Linked DNA regions of Sus scrofa: region 1 is linked to region 2. A link is a contact called in public Hi-C data. All regions are on one chromosome and are shown on one strand. Each heading gives the region's core, a stretch centred on a gene start, on an enhancer-like site or on the middle of the called end of the contact. The rest is flanking DNA. Distances are from core to core; before and after follow the strand shown. Region 1 overlaps OTOG (otogelin). Region 2 holds the start of KCNC1 (potassium voltage-gated channel subfamily C member 1).

What was found. A called contact is a pair of places that touch in the nucleus more often than the background predicts.
Region 1: a contact with region 2 is called in a Hi-C map of skeletal muscle, with 6 times the contacts expected there. The contact joins the enhancer-like site here to the promoter of KCNC1 in region 2. A contact is called at or near these places in 6 of 47 Hi-C or Micro-C datasets (embryonic fibroblasts, fetal heart ventricle, mesenchymal stem cells and 2 more) and 1 of 2 datasets of contacts at active chromatin or transcription factors (skeletal muscle).

What each region holds. Positions count from the first base shown.
Region 1 is chr2:41,540,838-41,547,455 of Sscrofa11.1, forward strand. OTOG (otogelin) reads right to left here. Exons shown (of 57, transcript XM_021083273.1): 31 at 6,437-6,593; 32 at 3,364-3,390; 33 at 759-926. Among named protein-coding and RNA genes, the nearest start is that of OTOG, 46 kb to the right of the region's middle. Within about 2 kb of position 3,419, at least 3 of the 83 cell types and tissues checked have an H3K27ac peak or open chromatin away from gene starts, as enhancers often do. A contact at or near this core is called in skeletal muscle, where this site is marked.
Region 2 is chr2:41,402,226-41,409,387 of Sscrofa11.1, forward strand. It overlaps KCNC1 (potassium voltage-gated channel subfamily C member 1), which reads right to left and starts at 5,710. Exons shown (of 4, transcript XM_021083271.1): 1 at 4,693-5,710. The coding sequence starts at 5,262.

The DNA.
Region 1 (6,618 bases), core at 2,169-4,668, 140 kb after region 2:
TGCTGAGGCTTCAGGGAACACCTCCCCTTTGGCATTTAAAGTCTATCCAATCTTAATATATGGCACCAATGAACCTTTCCACAGAAAAGAAAATCATGGACATAGAGAACAGACTTATGGTTGCCAAGGGGGAGAGGGAGGGAGTGGGATGGCCTGGGAATTTGGGGTTAATAGATGCAAACGATTGCCTTTGGAATGGTTAAGCAATGAGATCCTGCTGTGTAGCACTGGGAACAATATCTAGTCACTTGTGATGGAGCGTGATCATGTGAGAAAAAGCATGTATACATGTATGTGTGCCTGGGTCACCTTGCTGAACAGTGGAAAAGTGACAGAACACTGTAAACCAGCTATGATGGAAAAAATAAAAATCATTATAAAATTAAAAAAAAAAAGTCTATCCAGTCTTAAAAATGGAGAGGAGAAGGCAAGGCGAGGAAGAAGAGGGAGACTAAGAAGAAGAGGCCCGGGGAGGGAGGGAAGGGGGAGGTGTTGTCGCCTAGCTTTTCTAGAGCACAGCCATTGTGTGAAGCAAAGTACAAAGGTACATCTGGACCTTGGCCTCCGTGGTCTTTTCAAGAGGATGGAAGGTGTCTCTTCAAAGAAGCTAAGAGGCTCACCAGGAACCCTGTCTCCGCTGGGAAAGGGGCACCTGTTTCTCCAGCTACGATAGCCAGTTAGGGCCTGGCATTCTCCCCTCCTCCAGCATCCACCTCCCTCCACCCAGGGCTGCAGGGGGTCCAGAGGGGGGACCTTACCGTGGGCCTTGGCCTTGAACAGAGCAGCCGTCAGCAGGAAGTTCACAATGTCTCCCGGCACTACATCTTCCGCTCTCACTAGGTCGATGGCACTGCCTGCTGCCTTCACGGCCACCAGGGCACCACCAGCTGCCAAGCTGGCCAGCTGGTAGGGGCCCTTGCCTAGTGCTGGAGAGAGGGGGTCCAGTGGTAAGCCCTGCCTCTCTGGGCCTTTGCCCACCTCCCATCCCTATGTGCCCAGCCCTCGCCAGAGGATGCCAAAGAGCTGCTCTGGGTCACTTCCCTCATCCTGGCCTCTTGGTTTCCATGAGGAGGAGCGGACGGAAGCCACAGGCTGTCAGCCCCTGATGGGAACTGACCCTCTGCAGAGCTCCTGAATCATTTCAGAAGAAGCTTCGAAACGAGGCCACCCTTGGAGGGCCTCTGGGGCCCCCAGATGTCTCTCCAGGGGTATGTCCCCCTTTCTAAGACTCTATCACTCCAGCCACTGCTCCATTCAGGGTGGGCTCTGGCAGAAGACATCAGGCCTCATCTCTGCCCACCCAAGGGTTGGAGGATAAAGGCTGGGAAGGCTTGGGCTCAGCTTTAGCTACTTATTTCAAACACGCGTCACTTCTGTATCTCTCGGGTTCTGTGGTGGTTGGTACAGTTTGGACAGGGGCATGGGTTTCCTAGACAACAACATCAGCCTTGCAACCGACCTGCTTGCCTCTGGTATGCCCACCCTTGGAGCCTCCTCCCCACAGCACCCGAGTCACCTTCCTTGCCACACTCCCTGCTGCGACTCCTCCATGGCTCCCCTTTTGCCCTCAGGATAGAATCCAAGGGCCTGGCAAGAATTCAGGGGCCCTTCACGCCCCACCCCTGCCCCTGCCACACTGAACTGCTCTTGCTCTTCCTTGTAAGAGCCCAGCGGCTGTGTCCTTCATTGCGCACCACCACTCTCACTGTCCCACCCACTCAGCGCAGTCCTCCCCTGCTGTGCCTGGGGCGAACGAACGCCTACTCAATCTCTGGGGCCCAGCTCAAATGTCACCTCCTCCGTGAAGCTCTCCCCACACCCTCTCCCCACACACAAGCATCCTCCCACTTGCGCTCCAGCAGCCTCCATGCTCAGCACATGCTGAGCACATCTCTTATGAGAAGGGTCTCAATCAGGGGTCCAGGCAGTGCTGTGCTGGGAAATGGTTAACAATCAGCTCACAAAAAAAAAAAAAAAAAAAAAAAAAAAGAACAAATGAAACCCCATTTGGTGATGTTTGCAGGTTTCCATGGTGTAAAGGCTCCCACCAGCAGTCAACCTCAAAATTCCAACTGGATGTGGAGGGGAGAACACACACAGGGAGTCCTAGCGAGCCAGCAGGCACCGGCTCCAGTGCTCCACCGGGACAGGTATCTTAACTGCTGAATCCCCAGCGCCCAGCAAGAGACCAGAGAAAATGCTGGTAGAAGAGCAGAGTAAGAACAGGACGGGTGGGTGGGTGGAGGATGCTAGAAACAGCTTGTCCTTTGCCAGTTACTGCCACTCAAAATGCCACAGAAGGGAGCAAACTCTGCTCAGAGCCGTCTTGCTGAAATGTCGTGTCTGGTGTCAGACAGACCCCGCCTGTGAGGGACTGCATCCTCCTGAGACAGATTCATGCCTTTAGGGGTTAAAGGTTAGAGCCATCAGGAGCCCTTCAGGGGGCTAACATTTTGGTGAGACTGCAGTCACTATGAATTATCATGTCAGCCCTCATTCTCATGGACCCCCTAACTGGTATCCTTGCCTTTCTAGTCAGTCCCCCATAATTTCACCCAATCTACTCTCATGGGGAGGATGTTTTTCAAACCAAAATCTGATAATGCAGGTAACTGAGGACAAAGCCTTGGGTCCAGACCCATATAGGCCTGCTCCTGGCAGGATGGTATCTGGAAGTAGGGGCACAAAGGACTCTAGAAGTCAAAGGCGAATGGCACCAAGGACTTAAGCACCTAATTCTGCCAACCTGGCCTCATTGCACAAAGATCAGTGCTGGAAACTACTCCTGGGCAGCCCTCCCCTCTCTGCTCCCCACAAGCCTAGTGACGAGATGGACTAATTGGTTCTAATGCTGGACATTAACCTCCCTGAGGTCTTTGGTCATGATGTGCTTAATGCAGAAGTTGGAGCATATCCTGCTACCCTGTGACCCTGGCTAAACTTGAAGATGAATATAACAGGCTATGCTGGGCCATAAGTTTTGGCCTAGCCATCCTCAGGAAGAGCAGGTGGCATTTGCCTCTGCCAACTCAAAGCTTCAGAGACCCAAGAAAATGTTCCATCTGATGAGCTAGATTATAAGGCAAGGGGGCAGCACTGATGCAAGTGGGATTTTCAGGTCCTGGTGAAGCTGTCCTGCATGAGCTCATCCCAGGAAGATAGCCTGGCCTGGGCTCTGGACAGAGGCTGCAGGAGCTGCAGAGAGTAGTCCCGGAACAGCCCTGGGCCCTGCACTGTCAGGGCTGTCTCTCGATAATGGTATCTTCCTGCAGGGCCTCAGGATGGCTGATGCTAGTGAGGCACCAGGGCAGGACTGGCAGTGCCCCAGCTCCCAAGGGGCCACGTGGGGGAAGATGAGCTTACCTTTGTTAAAGAATTCACAGTCATATGCTGAAAGAGAGAGAACAGAGACATCTTGAGAAGCCTGGAACAGATGGACAGAGCCAAGGTCCCTAGTATCCCAGCTCTCCCTCCTTCCCAAGGGCTGGACTTGGCCTGCCTCCCAAACTCTGAGATTCTAAGTGGTCTTTGGATCCAGATGTCCTCTCTGTGCCCCCAGCACAGAGCCTAGCCCAGAATAGGCATTTAGCATGTATCCAATGAATGAATACGAATGAATGCTTGTCAGAAGGATGTATTTTGTGTGACCCCAAAGGGCAAAAATTGAACCAAGGGGTGGTAGCTCCAATCAGAAATGTCATGGAAGGTCCTACAGGAATGCAAGCACAAGACAGAAGTCAGACGTAAGTCTTTCAAGGGCCTTGGGAGGAAGGGGCCAGAGGCCTCCAGGATCCAAGCCTTTTTCAGGCGCCTGGGTACAGTTTCCATCAGGCACTGGCAAGCTCCTCCAAATGTGTGCTCCACACGCCCTCTAGTGGCCTACTGCAGCACTGCAGATTGTTCCCCTGGCATCTCAGCCGAGGATTCCTTAGTTCATGGGGGGAAGCTAGGGTCCATGCAGGGGTCACTAAAGCCAGGAGCAAGACCATGAAGAGCCAAGTGGCCTAGTATATCTGGGATAAATACTGAGGAGGAGTCTCCTTCACTCTCAGGCATGGTCTAAAGAAAGCAACTAACACCACCTCACACCCCGAAGTCCCATGATCAATACTCTTCTTTGCATTTGGCATTGCCCTCTGGAAAAGAGTACCAGGAATCAGTAGATTGACCCACCATGTGGTTCTGGGAAAGTATGTACTTCTCCTCACCTGAAGACTCAGAAGATTGAACTCAAAACTAAGAAGATCTCAAGGCCCTCATTTCAAGTGTGTACCAGGTCCATGGGAGGTCACCCAGAAAAGCTGTCAAGAGCCAGCTCTCAAGAGTCCCACAGACCTGGGTTCAAATCCCATCTCTCTCATACAGTCAGCTGTGCATACTGGGACAAGTTACTTAACCTCTCTGAAATGTAGTGCCCTCCTCTGCAGGATGGGGACCACCACTAGTATCTGCCACACAGACAGAGGCCTGGACTAGAGTAAACCAAGTGCTCATCTCAGGTGCAAAATTTAAGGAGATATCAAAAATCTCAGTAATCAGGATATGTAATATTTTAACACAATTTTTTAAATTTCAAAATTCATGCAAAATATCCATGATGGACAAAATAGCAACATTTTAAAATAAAGATCAGGAGTTCCCACTGTGGCACAGTGGAAATTGATCAGACTAGTATCCGTGAGGATACAGGTTCAGTCCCTGGCCTCGCTCAGTGGGTCAGGGATACGGCGTTGCCATGAGCTGTGGTGTAGGTCACAGACGTGGCTCAGATCCCATGTTGCTGTGACTGTGGTGTAGGCTGGCAGCTGTAGCTCCCATTCAACCCCTAGGCTGGGAACCTCCACATGCCAAAAAAAGTGGCTCTAAAAAGACAAAAAAAAAAAAAAAAAAAAAAAAAAAAAAGATTAAAAAAAATAAACCTCACCACCCACTGCAAGGAAGGTACAGTTCTCTTAACCCTCAATTACAATTCAGAGTGCAAAGCAGGTGCCCCAGATCACTCTGCTTGGTGGACTTGAGTCTGAACCCAGATGGTCCGGCCCCAGCACCTATATAATAACCACTGCACCTCAGAGGGAGGCATCTTGTGCCAGGAAGAGCTTTGGTGTGCAGGAACACATAATAAATAATTAATCAATCATTTAAATGTCTGCATATTTTATTTCATCTTTTAAATCTTTGTATCCATTTCATGATATACATTTACACTATTAACAGTGTATATATGCTCATGTATCTATATGTATATGCACGTGTGCTCAAAATGTTTTTACCTGATAGAAGTGTGCAACCAAGAGCATTTGCAGACCACCACTGCTCTTAAAAAAAACCCTGCTATCTTGTGTTGCCTCTGATGGGGCCCCTGTGTCTCCGCTGACAAAGGGCCTCCATAGTCACTATCTTGTTTGACCCTCCCAATAAACCTGGTGGGACAGGTCTAGTCCCATTCTTCAGATGAGAAAATTGAGCCACAGAGAGTTTGGAGGACTCGTCTGAGGTGATACAGCTTGCAAATGGCAGCGCTGGGTCTGGAACCCAGGGCTCCTGGCTCCTCTGATAAAGTGGTTAAGAGCTTGAGTTTGCAGCCAGACCATCTGGTTCTGCTATCAACCTGTGTGACCGTGAGCATGTTATTTAATCTCTCCGTCTCTCTTTAACCCATTTCTTTGGCTGTAAAACAGAAATAGACAGTCCTATTTCATAGGATTATTTAAGAATTCAATGAATGATGGGAGTTCCCATTGTGGCTCAGCGGTAACGAACCCAACTAGGATCCATGAGGACGAGCATTCAATCCCTGGCCTCGCTCAGTGGGTTAAGGATCCAGCATTGCTGTGAGCTGTGGTGTAGGTCACAGACATGGCTCGGATCTGGCATTGCTGTGGCTGTGGCTATGGTGTAGAATGTCAGCTATAGCTCCAACTAGACCTTTAGCCTGGGAACATCCATATGCCTCTGGTGCAACCCTAAAAAGCAAAAAAAAAAAAAAAAAAAAAAAAAGAATTCAATGATACACACAAGCCAGCTGGAGCCTGACACATAGTAAGTACTCAATAAATGCTGGCCAGGGAGTTCCCGTCATGGCTCAGTGGTTAACGAATCCGACTGGGAACCATGAGGTTGCGGGTTTGGTCCCTGACATTGCTCAGCGGGTTAACGATCCGGCGTTGCCGTGAGCTGTGGTGTAGGTTGCAGACGCGGCTTGGATCCTGCGTTGCTGTGGCTCTGGCGTAGGCTGGTGGCTACAGCTCCGATTGGACCCCTAGCCTGGGAACCTCCATATACCACGGGAGTGGCCCGAGAAATAGCAAAAAGACCAAAAAATTAAAATTAAAATTAAAAAAAAATAAATGCTGGCCAGAGTGATGGGTCCCCACAGGCCTGCACACAGAGGCGACCCCACTCTCCCCTTCAGATGATCAGTTTAGACACTCACGGCAGAGGCGCGGGGTCCTCCAGTCGACGACCACCCCGTGCTGGCAGCACTGGTGGGCGTAGGCAGACACGCTGGCACAGAAGCACTCACAGTCACCGCCCCGGCTGCACCCACATGTGTCTGTCAGGCAGTTTGAGTAAAACCAAGTGACATCAACCTGGAGGAGGTCAGAAGTCAGAAGT
Region 2 (7,162 bases), core at 4,460-6,959:
TCCACATATTATCTCAGCTAATCTCTCCATCAAGCCTCTGGGGGAAGTTCTATCATGATGCCCTTTTTAGAAGCAAAGAGGCTGAGCGATTCTGGCCAGGAGACGTTTAGGTTGGGACTTTCATTACAGGGAGGGGAACTGGTGAGGGGGCTGAAGTACCACTCAAAGACGTGAGGATACCATAAAAGCATCATGGGAAGGAGGAGAACACCAGACTAGGGACACACTGGCCGGGCACACTTGGGGAGGGGAACACACCCGGCCCTTTGCCACTGCTCACGGGTCTCCTTCATGTGTTATTATGACTTAAAGTGGGGCCCTGACCTGGGCGAGTGGTCTCTGGGGGAGAGGGGGGCGAGCCGTCTAGGAAGTCCGTGATAGTATCTCTGTCCCTCATCCCCCCACATGACAAGCTAAGACTCTAAGAGCTGAGTGTCAGCTGGGACCCAAGGGAGGACCAGAAGTCCCTGGCTGGGCTCCTCATCCCAGCTTCTAGGTGAGGTTCCTTCCCAGGGAGCTGAGAGGGAGGAGGACTGCATCGGGTCCCAGAGAGGTGGGGACAAGGCAGAGAGACAGAGACTTGGCCTCAAAGCAGAGCTAGATAGTGGGGTGGATGGAGGCGGGGCTCCCCAAGCTTGGGGCCATGGGCACTTCTTTGTCATTGGAAAGTCAAGTGACTTTGGGGGGGGCAGATGTCATCACACACACACACACACTCACACACACAGATGGGATGCTCACTGGCCTGCAGCACAGGGACTGCCACTGGTGGTATGTGACCTGACCCAGAACAAAGCTTCTGATGATAACAGGATAATCAGAGATAAAAGCCAAGGGCTTCAGACCTGCACTGGCCCCCAAGGAAGAGAGGAGGGTAGGTTTCCAGCCAGGGCTGCCCCAGGTTGGCCCATACAGCCCCAACTGCCCCATCCTTCCGCAGCTTTGCATGCTGGGACTCCCGACCCCTGCTACCTCCCTGCCCCTCAAAGCTCGCCCAGCATCGCCTCCTCTGGACAGTTCTCACCCTCGCAGCCCCAGGAAGCCACTTCACAGCCCTTACTGCAAAATGTCATCATCATCCTTGGCCTGTGTGTGTCTGGGGCACCACTCTTTACCCCACAACACAAGCTGGGCTCATCCTGTCGCAGCTCACCCCCCCACCTCTCCCCGCGCCCCCAGCCTGGGGGCCCGGGAAACCACAGGCAAGAGAGGCCAGGGAACCAGCCGCCCCAGTTAGCACTGTCACCCCCGAAGAGCTCAGATGGGACTTCCTCCCACCCCGGCCGACCAGCCCCTATCTCCCAGAGCCGCCACTTAACCTGAGGCGCAGTGGCCTCCCAGCCTGGCCCATGCACCAAAGACGGGCCTGAGCGAGCACAGGATTTCTACTAAGGATGGGAAAGGGGGGCAGAACTGCTTACGAAGGCAGCTCAAAAGTCCCAGGAGACGGAGGCAGCAGTAGAAGCTGGTCTGAAGTCGCATCTTCCTCAAAGCGCTCACACCCAGGCCACGCAGGGCCTCGCTCACATACAAGCCCACACAGCCACACTGACACTAGGTTCTCACACACAGCTTCTGTCTTACACATGCCTCACACGCACGGGCTCTATCACACACAGGACCCCCACACAGCCTCACACATGGAGCTTCACAGTTCCACTCCTGCCCCACACAGAAATACACTCACCTAAGTCTCTCGAACTCCCAAGAAGCTCTCTCTCACACACACTCACACACACATGCACACACACACACAGCATTTCTCTTACACATGGAGTCTCTCTCTTATATACGTACTCTCTCCCATGCAGCTGCATCCACACACCAAGTCCATCTCTCAAAACACAGAATCTGTCTCTCCCACTTTCACATGAATTTTTCTGATACAGATACTCACAGACTCTCTCTCACATAGTCTCAACACACACACACACACACACACCCAGACTCTCTCTCACATAGTCTCAATACACACACACACACCCAGAGTTTCACTAACATATATTTTTATTCTCATAGGTCTTTCTCACACACATGAAGAATCTCTCACACCCACACAGAATCTCTCTTCCACAGATTCTCACACATGCAGCCTTGCCTTCACGCATATCTAAAATATCACTCCCGGGACTCTGGTCTCGGATCCAGAACAGGCACTGAAATCTCGACCCACCACGCTGAGGCGGCTTGGGGTGGGGGGCCCCCTGTGGAGGAGGGGTAAACAAAGGTGACAGAAGCAGCGGCAGAGCAGAGATGGAGGGGGAGGGCGGGCAGCCGGCTCTGCGCAGCTCAGCTGCAGAGAGGCAGCGCAATGCAGCTAGGCCAGCCGGGTGTGCAGCAGGAAGCCTGGGTTCTAATCCAGGCTCTGCCCTCGGCTTCTGCAGACCCTTGGGCAGGCCTCAGTGTCCTCATCTGTCACCCAAGGGAGTTGGAACAACTCTGTGTGGCTACTGAGGAAAGAAGGGGGCAGAGAGAGGCTGCGGGAAGGGGGGACACTTTCTAACCTCCTCCACCCCCCGCCACTGCCCAGATCTTCCCTCAGTCTGCTCTTCAATGGATACTTGAGAGAGCTGGGACTTTTCTGTGAGGTGTTGTACTCCGAGGCCCCATTTATCCAACTCATTTATTTACACAGGGGGGGGGCACCCCACTGCCTAGGAATGACCAGTGGAAGGAGGTGGATGGGGAGGGAGCTGGAACATGCCTCACGTGAACCCTGCCTATCCTGAAACTCAGGGGCATGGGCCAGAGCCCTAAAGCTGCGCTCGAAGAGTGGGGATGGCGGGTGGACCCAGCCTCTTCTAGGGAGCCAAGAGGTGGAGAGGACAATGAGGGAGGTGGGCCTGCTCTTTGCTTTTGAGGCCAGAGGGTTTGGGGTGCTGGTAAGATGCTGCCGAAGGTCAAAGACAGGCTGGGGAGGCAACTGCTTGAACCCCGGCCCTCTCCCCTACCACACACACACACACACACACACACACGTGCTGGTTCAACCTCAGTCCCCTTCTGCCTGCCCCTCCCCGCAGCTTAGCCACTGCCTCCAGTTACATAATCCTCTGGCGAGGGTGGCCTCGGTCAGGAAAACGGAGGGGAGGGAGACCTCTGAGGGTCCCAGTCCACTCTGAGGATAGCAGGGAGCTGGCGGCCAGCTCAGGGGAGGATGGGGTCCCAGGAGACTGGGGTTCCAGCTTCTGTTTGGCCTTTCGCTCCCTAGTGACCTTGGGCAGGGTCCTTAAAACAGGGGGTTTAACTCCCTCCCTGTTACTGCCCCTCCTCTGCAATACGCACATATTTGATCTCAGATTTAATACATAAGACCTGCTGCCCCCTGCCTCAGATGCTAAAACACTGAGTGTTTATTTCAGTAACACACCTATTGGGCCTGTGCCTAAACACAGCCTTTTTCTGCCATGGACACTTCAGTGTCCCCCATCCCCTGTCCCCACTGGAGTCTGCTACGCAGGGGCAGGAGGGAAGGGGTGTGGAGCCACAAAGGAGCACAGAGCAGCAAAGGCAGTGTTTCGTCTGCTAGGGAGTTGGGGGCTGGCTCACACATGGGGGAGGGGCTCCGCTTTACATTCGCACCTCAGACCTTCCCCCCAACGCCTTAGGCTCCATTCAGGCCCCCGAGGACAGAGCCCAGTGAAGGCAAGAGGTGACTCTTGCAGGGTAGGTCACCGCTGGTATCTCCCTTTCAGACAAGGTTAAGCAGGATCCCCTTAGAATTCACCAGACGGCCCCTCTCCCATTTCACAGATGAGGAAACTGATCCAGAGGGGCTATCTGAGGGCCAAGGTCAGTAGCCCTTTCTCCCTAGCAACAAGATGCTGTCATTAAAGGGGAGTGGCTGAGGAAGACACACCCACCTCTCACACACCTTGTCCTGTCCTCCCAGGTTCCCCCTGTAGGACCCCTCTCCATTCTGATGGGTCCCAGAGGAAGCACAGGCAGAAGCCCAGGGCCCCCCTCCAGCCCCCCCTGCCCCCTTTGACAAGGACGAAGGGCAGCCTGTGTCTCCAGGAGCAGGTCTCAGAGGGGTCACATTCTTCTCCCCACAGCCCAGCCTTACACCAACTATCGATTGATAGCCATAAAGAATCCCTCTTGACCCTACCCCCAGGATGGCCTGAGGCTGCGCTGGTGGAGGGGGAGGTCTGTCACAAGCAGGAGACCAGCTCTCAAGCTCTCTTCTGTGGGCCCCAGCTGGCTCCAGATACCCCTTCCCTGGGGAGAGAAGGAGGGCCCCAGCTTCCCTCCCCACACCAGAATCCATAGGACAGTTCACACCTTCACCCTGTACACCTGCAAAGATGCAAATACGTGTGCATGGGCACTCCTGCACACTCATACACACATGCTCACTCATTCCTACTACATACTTTATCCACCCAAATATACACCACCACACTTACATAAATATGCACACACAGTCTACTCACACACAAACACACCCATTCATACTCATACATATTAAATTTGGAAATGCACAGAACTTACATACGTGCAGAGCTAGTGACCCTTGAGAAGCCACTCCGACTCTTACACAGGTATGTGTGTATATACACATACGCGTGCACACACACATCTTTCAGTTCTGATTTCCTAGGAGCCAGTTCTCGAATCTACCCCTACCCGCGGGAGGCAGAGAACGCTGCCTTCCCGCCCCGCTCTTCTGATGGGGAAGCTGTCACTTACCCGCGCGTAGCGGGATGAGTAGGGGTCCTCGAAGAGCGCCCAGATGCGCGGCTGCCATCGGCGCCAGAAGCCGCCGGGCCGGCCGTCCGGGGAGTCGCTGAGCGCCAGGCGCTTGGTCATCTCCAACTCGTCCTCGCCGTCGCCTGAGTCGCCAGGGCCGTCGGCGTCAGCGTCGTCGGCGCTGTTGTCCAGGGGCGCGCCGCCGAAGCTGTCCAGCGCCTCCTCGGCGTCACGGTGCTGGCGGTACGTCATCCAGCAGCAGGGCTCCACGTCGGTCTCGTCGATGCCCCAGAAGGCCAGCTCCTCCTCATAGAGTGGCCCGCACACGTCGGCCGGGCAGTGCAGCTTGCCCGTGCGGTAGTAGTTCAGGATGTGCGCGAAGACGCCCGGGTGGCGGTCGAAAAAGAATTCGTCGGCGCGCGGGTCATAGTCGAAGTGGCTGTGGGCGTCGGGCTCAGCCAGCCAGGCGAGCCGCGTGCCGGGCAGCGTGCGCAGCGTCGAGCGGTACGTCTGGTGGCGCGTGCCGCCCACGTTGATCACGATGCGCTCGCTTTCGTCCCCTTGGCCCATCGCGGCGCCTCCTTAGGCATGGCGCGGCCCAGCGACACCCATGGGAGCGGCCGCCAGGGGGAGTTGGCGTCGGGGAGGGGGGCGCGCGGCCTCCTCCCCCCTCCCCCCAGCCGTCGGGGGGACAGAGGACCGCGGCTCTGGCCACCCGAAAAACTACCCAAGCCCCTCAAGGCGCTTTCTGTCTGGTGCTGGTCCAAGGGAGTGTGCGCGGGATCCCCAGGGTCTCTAAGCGCCAGATGTGGGAGGGAGCTGGTCCGGCTGCGGAGGAGGCAGAGGAGGAAAGAAGGGAGGGAAGGAGAGAGGGAGGAGGAAAGGAGGGAGGGGGGCGGCGCTCAGAGGCGAACCCCGGGAGGAGGGAAAAGAGGGTGGGGGGACCGGGCTCCCGTCCCCATCTCAGCGGGAAAATGGAGAAATCGACACAAAGCTTTTGGGGGGAAGGTCAGCCGCTCCCGGGGCCGGACATAGACCAGCCCCGGAAGGGGGAGGGGAGGGGAGGAGAGGGGGCCGGGAAATTCGCGCTCTGGCTGTGAGGTGGTCGCCGCAGCGCGCTCTCGGCGCCGGGGAGATGGACGCCCGCTGCCTTCCTCCCTGCGTGGCCCGGCTGCAGCTCGGGCGCGGGGCGGACTCCGGCCCCCTCCCTCTCCTTGCCTGGCTGCCTGCTCCCCCCGGCGGCGGGCGCGCCTGCCCGCCCGCCCTCCACGCTCCTTCTCCCCGCCTCTCGGAGGAGATGGCGGGCCCCCTGGGCAGGGGCACCCGGGGTGCTGCTCGTTGCTGCTGCCGCGGAGCGCTGAGCTCGGTGCGCTCCGGCTGGAGCTGGGGCTCTCCGCTGGGCTGCGCTCGGACTCAGGCTCCGGCTCCGGCGGCGGTGCTGAAGGGACAGCTCCCGGACGGTTGCGGAGCTGCGCGGGGCCCGGCAAGGGTTCTCCGGGCTCGGTTCGGTCTGCGGGGCCGGCGGGCACTGGCTCTGGTGCCTCTGCGCCCCGCGCTCTGCGCCCTGCTTCGGGCAGGCGGTTGGCGCTGCTGGCCGAGGCCAGGGGGCTGCGGCGGTCGGGCCGGGGAGGCGGGGGTGGCGGGTCCGGGCGCGGCGAGGCAAGGCTGGAGAGGCCGGGGAGGCGAGGCGCGGAGCGGCCGCCGCCGCCGCGACGCTGCTGCCACCGGGGTTGCTGCTCGGCTAGCTGGCTCGCTTGCTCGCTCGCGCGGTCCGCGTCCAGCCCGCCGCTCTCCGGACACGGGCACACGGCGCGCGCAGCCGCACTCGCCCCCAGAGGGAGGCGCCGCGCTGGGTCCTAAAAAGCCCTGATTCCGCGCCCCCCTCCCAGCCCCGCGCAGAGCCCGGCCTCCCTCAACCCCGGCGCTGGGGGCGCCAGCCTGGCACCAGTCCTACGGCTCCCGGGGGACCCGCCGACGCTCCGCCCCGAGGGAGCACCCCTCGATGGGCGGAGGCTCAGAGAGACGTCTCGACTCGCGCCCCCAGGGTCAGACTGAAGTGAGAAGGGCGTCGGTTCCCTCCCCTCTCTTTCCAAACTGGGGACTGTCTGATCCCCCAGTGAAACAAGACACTCCAGACCACTATCAGAGACACCTTGACCTGGACCAGTATTGACCTCTCCAAGTAGCTCCTTAATATCGACCCTTCCAGGGAACCTGGAGCCCCCATGTCCCTTCCATAGCAAACCTCTTTCATGGATTCCAAAATAACACTCCCCGAGTGGGTGTGTGTTACCCCGCTGCTAGGTTGTGTTGTCTTGGAAGACATCTACCAACAACCTGGTAATCCTGGACCCCTTCCGACCCTTTTCAGACCATGGGCTCCTCTTAACTCCAGGCTGACCCTGGACTCCCATGAGTGCCACACACTCTGCCATACTGATCACAACTCACTGATCCTCCCACACTAGCC